Linked DNA regions of Muntiacus reevesi: region 2 is linked to region 1. The links are chromatin contacts, called in public Hi-C maps. All regions are on one chromosome and are shown on one strand. Each heading gives the region's core, a stretch centred on a gene start, on an enhancer-like site or on the middle of the called end of the contact. The rest is flanking DNA. Distances are from core to core; before and after follow the strand shown. Region 1 holds the start of SLC11A2 (solute carrier family 11 member 2). Region 2 holds the start of ATF1 (activating transcription factor 1).

Region 1 (3,790 bases), core at 292-2,791:
CAGCAGAGTCTATAGTCACAAGATGTGAATGGAAAAGAGGCCTAAGGGTTCACTGGCAATAGGCTCAGCAGATTCTGGACAAAGAATAAGTGATAAGGTCAGAATTCTTTTAGTGTGAAATCTTTTAGGGAAAAGAAGGCACTAACAGGTAATATTAATAACAAAAGCTCCTACATGCTAGGAACTGTTCTAAGCACTTTATGTGCATTAATTCATTTAATACTCACCACCAACTCTTCAAGATACCATCAATTTCCATTTTAAGTATGTGGAAACAAAAGAAAAAAGAGCCTAAGAATCCTGCTCAAAGGTTTACAGAGCCAAGAAGTGCTGCAAACTAGTTGGGGTTCAGATTCCATAAGAGTCAAGGGAGAAACACAAAGTCCCCTAATTGCAGCAATATTCATTAGAACTACAGCCAGCATAAGCTTCTGGAAACCTGTCTCCTCTTGCCTCGCATTCCATATAATTTTTGCTTTTCTTTTTGCTTTAAAGAGGTGTCACATTCCCTTAACTCCATTAACACTTCTTTTGAAAGCAGTGGACGCTTTGAGAATATCTTCACTTTACACACAGGAAAACTCAAGTCCAGGTTACTCAACTTCTCCTTCAATGATGCTCTTTGAAATAGTCTGATATATGAAGAGAATTGGGGAAGACCAATTGAACAAAAAACAAAAACAGAACATCCAAAAGTAAACATAGCTGTAACAGCAGGAACCTATGAAACCGAACAGACGTCGAACAGCCAGCCGCCCTTCTCACACCAGGAGTGCGACAACGCCCCTACAGAAGTTCCTGGGCCTGGAGGCCGCACAACAGCCCTAAAACCGATCTACACACCAGGACTCTGCGGTCTGTCCAGGCCCTTCACACGAAGAGGCGCTTCTTGGATGTCGCCTGGAGTAAAATGAATTATTTCGCTTAAGTGCGGCGGCGGGAGGCCCAGGGAGCGGACAGGACACCAGGGCTCCGAAGATAAGAAGGAGGCCGAGGGGACCTTGCCCCACGTCCGTCGGCCTCTCCCGCGGCGTGAAGCGGGGTCAGCAGAACTTCGACCACGGGTCCCCGGAACGCGGCAGATCCGCCCAGGGATACAGCCATTTTCTCTTTAGGTCTCCTTAGGCCGCGGCGGGCAAGGAGAGAGGCCCCTGTGACCTCCGGCGTTCGCTTCCCGCCCCCCGCTCCCGGCGCCCTCCTCTCGCTCTTCCTTTGAAGAATGCGGCTCCATCTGGAACCCGCGTCCAGGCCCTCCCGGCCCGCGCCGCCCCTCGCAGACCCGCCCGGCGCCCCGCACGCCAAATACTGGCCGCGGCGCCTGCTCCCAGGCTGGCCCTCGAGCTGCCCGGAGCCCGGGGAAAGCGGGGCGCCCGCGTGACCCCTGACGTGGCCCACTCCCCACCTTACCGGCTTCGCAACCTGACAATCGGTCCCCGCGCCAGCGGCTCCATATCCCTGGAGCCAGCGCCACGCCAGCCTACCCCCCCTACACGCCTCGCGATTGGCCAACAGGATCGCAGCTGCACGTTCCTATTGGCTGGACTCTCCGTGTTCGCCGTAGCGGCCAACGCGCGTGGCAGGCTGACTACGGATCCCGAGTCTCCGCCCACTCCAGGGCTGACTGGGGGCGGGGCCACGGAGGCCTGGGCGGGAGCTGTCTGCGGCTGAGCTAGTGCTGGAGCTGGTCCAACCCACACTGTGTGCTGGAGTCTCCCACCCCGCTAGCAACCTGCAGAAGAGTAAGTTTCCGGCTGTAGTTCGCCGTGACCTCACGTCCCTGGAAGACAAGATCATTTCTTCTGAGACACGGCTCTGAGAGAGTTCCGACTCCACCCTGCAAAGTATAGCCGCCTCTCGCCCCCAGAGCCACATCACGGTATCTGCGGCCCCACCAAGAGCGCCCCACACCTGGGAGGGACCGCGAAGCCTCAGCTAGTGCAGCCAGTTCGGCGGCGTCAGGAGCCCAACTCCCAAGTCCCGCAATGAATTGTTTTCCGCTCTCCTACTCAGCTGCCTCGCTTCTCCTCCCAAACTTTATTTTCCACCTACCCAAAAGCAGTCCCGCTCCATTCCCAGTTTCAATCGCACATCCCAGAGTCTTTCTCTGAAGATGACGACCAGGCTAGTGATGCTTCAGAAGGGAGAAAATAGTCTGACTAACCACTCTAATCTTCTACAATGTCGTTTATAGCTACCAGAAACATTCTTAGACCCCTCTCTCTCCTGGCCCCCACATCGCCCCATAACCGCTTTCCTTAAAAGTAACCAAGCCTATCTAACCAAGTCATAGACCTAGAGAAGAAAAGCATAAAACTCTCCAATATCTTTCTTCGTGTAAAAACTGCTAGGAGAAATTTTTATTAGTTGATAAAACAGTCCAAGAGAAGAGGAAAGGAGAGTAAACTGCAAAAAGCAAAATCCAAATAAAGTACAAAGTACAGGCAAATTCAGGAACCCAAAAAACTGGTCTGAGAATCATCAATGATCTGATACAGGCTGGTTTCCATACAGAATTTCTCCTAGAGAGAAAAGAAAATGCACAAATTAGTTTTGAGAATCTCTCTGCAACACATATGGGGTGTTTCAGAAAGGCTTGATGAAGTCCCTCCAGACCAGAACCTTTCCTTTGGGAACTTCTACTGCAACTAGAAAATAAAATGCCTGGAGCCTCCTTATCGCGTTCCAGGTCTGCTCTGGTGGGTAGATTCCCTGGACTGTTACATACTTATTGCTGGCTACTTACTTAGCTCACACTGTGGGGCTGCCTCCTTCTTACTCTGTTTCTTCATTGTGCAGGCTCGGTCTGACGTTTCCCAGTGCGGCTCCTGTCTCTTGCCTCTATATATGCAGACAAGCGCGCCTCCCCTTGTTACACAAGGCCCCTTACCCTGCTCTGGGCAACACATTGTTAAAGACACCGCAGGGAATTTCAAGAAGCAAACCACACCCTTCAAAGCATAATCAGATTTCATCTTTGACCTGCCGTGAAAAGGAAAGCATTGTATATCTGCCACTCCTGGATATTAAGGAACGATTAATTGCATTTGAAAACTTTAATTCTAAGATTTCATCTCTGTCTTATTTCCGGGGGCTCGAGGCAAGCCCGTGTGTGCCAGTGGTGGAAAGGGGTGGAGTAAGAGGAATTGTTTTCCTTCCCAGATGCCACCCCCACTTGGTGTGAAGCTGGTTTGGGCACTTGAACCACGATTGCATGTGCACTAGAACTCTGCACCCCTGAGACGTAAACTGAAACCACGTAACCCCAAGCCTGACAGTCCGTGAGTGTTTTCCTCATAGATACGTGCAGTGCCAGTGTAATTATAGGGCGTCTCAGAGCATGGGTGAAAACCCAGTCCATCCCTTGAGATCTGAAGAACCCGCTGGCATCAACCTGGTCAATCAGTGATAAACAGGTGGACAACAAAGCCACACAAACCGGAGACTCAGTGTCTGATGTCAAAGAAAGACAAAACAAAAAACACCTGAGGTTGCTGTGTGTGTGTGTGTGTGTGTGTGTGTGTGTGTACACATTCAGAGAAAGCCAGGATTCCTCAATCTGGGGGGGGGAAAGGTGGAGGAACTTGCCTCGGGCAAATATAGACTAATCAGTCAGCCAGGGGCAAAGCTGGAAAGGAGAGGCATTGGAGGGGGGTGAGGAGAATAAGGGGGGTTACTGGAAGGAAGAACTGGCTGCCTTCAGGAAGTTTTCTGGCAGTTTTATGGGAAATCTGCTTAGTACCATAAAAAATGCAGTAAGCGTAAAAGATATAAACACCATAGAATGGAAAAG
Region 2 (4,115 bases), core at 334-2,833, 400 kb before region 1:
GCCCTAATTTAATGTGATAAATCACATTATCCGGCCCTAAAGGTCAAACGGGGAAGGGCCCTATCGACTCAATCAAGTTGCCTTCTTGGAGATCTCAAGCTAGGAAAGTTTTAGAAAAATTATGGAGCATTTTGTCAAGAGCAAATTGAAAGGTCTATCATTTATTATCTCCAGAAAGTCAGCAAAGAACATTTGCAAGGAAATGGATAAACAAAAAAATTCAGGATATATCAGAATAATACAACATCCCTTCTCCAGAAAGGTAGACACTCATTTAATAAAGTTTAAAAAGCTTTTGTGATGTATCAGAACGACGGTGTCATTGTATTGTTTGTTTTTTTCTCATTGTATTGTTTTTTTTGAGGGGGCCGGGTTGTGCGGCTTGCGGGATCTTAGATCCCAGACCAGAGATGGAGCCTTGCTTCCCCTGCAGTGGAAGCGCCTAATCCTAACCATTGCTCCGCCAGGAAATTCCCGGTGTGATTTTATTTTACAACACTCGATTGTACTGTAACTTTTCTCTATCTAAATCTGTGCTCAGCGTGACACACCAACACCCTACCGACACCTTGTGGGTGTGGCTTTTAATCCTTTCATGTGTGATTAAAGATACAACTCTTAACGCTTGTTTTATAGGATTAACATTTATTAGTTAGGGTGGTTAGAAAAACTGAGGACAAGCCTTCAGGCTTCAAGTCACTCTGTCTATAACTGGCGGCAGGTTAGGCGTGGGTCAAAGCCGGGACGACAGCTCTGGGCCGCACCAAGTAGGAGCTGAGCTGAGACTGACGCCACGAACCGAAGAAAACTGCTTCAGGCCGAGCGGCCTCTTGAGCCCCCGAGCGGGTGCGGCCTCTGAAAACAGACGTCTGGGAGCAGTGAAGACAGAGCTCCTGAGGCTAGAAGAAACTGCAGGTAACGCCACGCCCAACTCTCGCCAGAATAACACCTTCGCAACACGAACTCGCCATACCGGGATACCCCGACACAAGATGGCGGCGCGTCACGTGCGCAACGCGGTGACGTAGGACGGCGCCCTCACGGAAGGACCGCCCTAACCTCACCCCCCACGCTCTGTTACTCAGTTTTGCCCCCCTTCGCTCCCCCGCCCCCGGCCTGGTGTAGATCATGCCGCCAGTGGCGGCCCTGACTGCCGAGGAAACGGTAGCTTAGGACAGTTGGCTGTTAAGTGACACTGATTCTCCCCGCCCCGCCTGACCCCTAAGAAAGAGGCACGTCCCCCGCCGCGTGAGGGGGTGGGGAAGTGGGTAGTGAATTCGGATCCACCTGGGAGGGGGGAGTGGAAGTTCCCCGCCCCGGACAGCGGCAAGGCAGCAGCCACAGGTAAGCAGGGGGCGGGGGAGGCGGGGTGGGGACGTGCTCCCGTGTCCCCGGGCAAGAGGAGGGCGCGGGGACGCGGCCCCCGCGGGGACGCCGAGGCGCGTCGCGCGTCTGGGGGGGGGTCGCGCGGGGCGGCTGCGGTGGGGGAGGGGTGCAGAGGGCGCCTGGCGGAAGGGGGAGGGGCTGCTCGCTCTCCCCCGGCGGGGCACGCTTCCGGTTCTCGTTGCCTGGCCTGCTGCACCCCTTCAGTCGGCGGTGTCTTCCTCCCTCCCTCCCGCCTGCTGTCCCCCAATGAAAATTAAAACGAAGACCTCCCGCCGCGGGGCGGTTTTCGCCTCTGAAGCCGCCTCCGCGGCCCAAGGCGAGAGTCCTCTGTCGAAGGTCTCGGGGTTGGGACGGGAGCCGTGGGGAGGGCGGCATGGCCTTGGCCTCCGCGCGTCGTCCGCCGAGCTCCTCCAGAGACCGGTTATCTTCGCCGAAGACCGTAGAGCATGCCCGGCGCCCTCGGGGTGCGGGGCCCGGACCGCTCGCTGTTGGGGCAGAGCCAACCCTTATCATCCGGGAGCTTCCAGTCGAGTGGGGAGACATACGGTAGAATAATCATACACGAAGCAGTCATGGGAAGGTAGTGTGGAGTGACAGAAACTCGTCAGTTTACCAACTGGACAGCGTTCAAACCGAGAAAACGTTCTCTTCTGTCTCCTCCTGTATCACAAAACTAAGCATGGTATTTCAGAGCGTCCACTTCGCCGTGGAGCATCCCGCTTGATCAATCTACTATTATTGTAGATGTCAATGACTAGTTGTTATTGTCAATTTTTGAGGCGTAATAGGCTAATAATAGTCATCGGGATCCTTTCCGTTTCTGAGGCTTAATTCAGCATAAATTTGTCCAAACTGGCCTCGTTTGTGATGTGTTTTATCATAGCAAAGTATATTTGCTTATGTTTGCAAAATCATTTTATCCCGAAAATTTCATTATGAACAGATGTATGCAGTTTTATTTAAATACTGTTTTTCCTGTAGACTGTATAATATGCAGTTTTCCTCTGTCTCAATTAGAATCAGTACGGTGTTCTTAAAGCCGAATATGTTCTATTCAACTTGCGGTTAACTTTTAAGGTTTGTCTGATACATCTGTGCAGTACTGCTATATCATCAGTAGGTGGTAGTACCTTCAAAATGTTTTTTTCTCTTCACATGTCATCCCATTTATTTATATTGGTACTGCTGAATTTTCAGCTCTAAAATAGAGTGTTCTCTTGTGCCTGAATTTTCCTGTTTCTAAAGCTGGGTTGAAGTAATTTTCTGAAGATATCTTGTTTGATAAGGTATCTGAAGATATCATTGTTTCTATCAGTTTTAGGTAGGTAAACCCAACTAAACACATTTTATTGAGTAGTAGTAAGTGCAAGGTATTATTTCGGGAGTAGGATGTGGTGCTTGACTCCCTAAGCTTGCCTTCTGGTAGGGAGACAGAAAACAGGTCATTTCAATTCTGTGATGAGTGCCATGAATGGTAGAGGAAACTTGTGCCATGGGGATACAGCCAAAGCTTCTCAGACTTCATCTAGACCAGTCTAAGGGAGGCAGGAAAGTTTGCCTGTAAGAATAACTCATAGGAATAGGTCACATGAGGAGGGATAGTGTTTTTAGTAGAGGAAACAGCATACATAAAAGCTGGAAGGTGAGAGAAAGCATTGCAGGCACATTTGAAGATCTGAAATTAAGTATGACTAATAGCAATTTTGAGGGGATATCATGAGTTGAGTTGTGGAAATGTTGAGCAATAGACTTATTGTCCTCAGGCTTGTCCATCATCTACAGGTGGAGAAACTTAAGACTCACTTCATTATACTATATTTGTTGATGTTTACTGTTTTACCGCATACTTGATGGTCCCTGCTGGACACAGAGCATACAATCACAAGATAGAGGCCCTGTTCTTAGGCACCTTGAGAGTGAGGGAAACAGACATGTCAATAAACACAGTTCAGAAAGTTAAGTAACCTCATTATAAATAACAGGGTACAGTGGAACAAGGAAGGAAGGACCCAGAGCAGTTGGATTTGGGATGAAACTTGAAAATGAGTTTGCCAGGTGGATAAGTTGGGGAGGTGAAGGTATTCCTGGAAGAGGGGCAGTTTAGACTGAAAGAACGTGGATTTTGGGTTAAAACAATTCTGACTTCAGATCTTAAATTCACATCTTAAGTGAGATCTATAGAAGTGGCAATTTCTTTGAACCTCCGTTTACAGATCTCTAAAATAGAGAATCCAGATGATGATATATAAAAAGTTCTTAGTTTAGTTCCTAGCCCACCCCCCCCCCCGCCCCCCCCCACTTTTTGGCCACGCTGCACAGCACACAGGGTCTTAGTTCCCCAATCAGGGATAGAATCCATGCCACCTGCAGTGGAAGCATGGGGTCTTAACCACTGGACCTGCCAGGGAATTCCTATGCTCCTTTCTTGACATATATTCCTAAAAGTTCCATGCCTTTAACATTCTTCATATGTCTGCAAGATTGAAGCCTGCTATGATTTCTTAGGTCCCCAAATTATTCATTCCCAGTGATGGTACCTTTTTTTTTTTTTCTTTCAGTCTGTTTATTTTATTCACTTGAAATATAGTTCAATTTTTTTTTTTTCCCCACACTTCGTGGACTACAGGAACTTGGTTCCCTAACCAGAGGTTGAACCTGGGGCCATGGCAGTGAAAGAACTGAGTCTTAACCACTGGACAGCCAGGGAACTCCCCCATTGACTATACTTT

What was found. A called contact is a pair of places that touch in the nucleus more often than the background predicts.
Region 2: a contact with region 1 is called in a Hi-C map of muscle, with 6 times the contacts expected there. The contact joins the promoter of ATF1 here to the promoter of SLC11A2 in region 1. A contact is called at or near these places in 2 of 3 Hi-C or Micro-C datasets (blood and muscle).

Annotation. Positions count from the first base shown.
Region 1 is chr4:144,969,036-144,972,825 of mMunRee1.1, reverse strand. It overlaps SLC11A2 (solute carrier family 11 member 2), which reads right to left and starts at 1,541. Exons shown (of 17, transcript XM_065934411.1): 1 at 1,408-1,541.
Region 2 is chr4:145,368,378-145,372,492 of mMunRee1.1, reverse strand. ATF1 (activating transcription factor 1) reads left to right here and starts at 1,583. Exons shown (of 8, transcript XM_065934421.1): 1 at 1,583-1,722. The coding sequence starts at 1,633.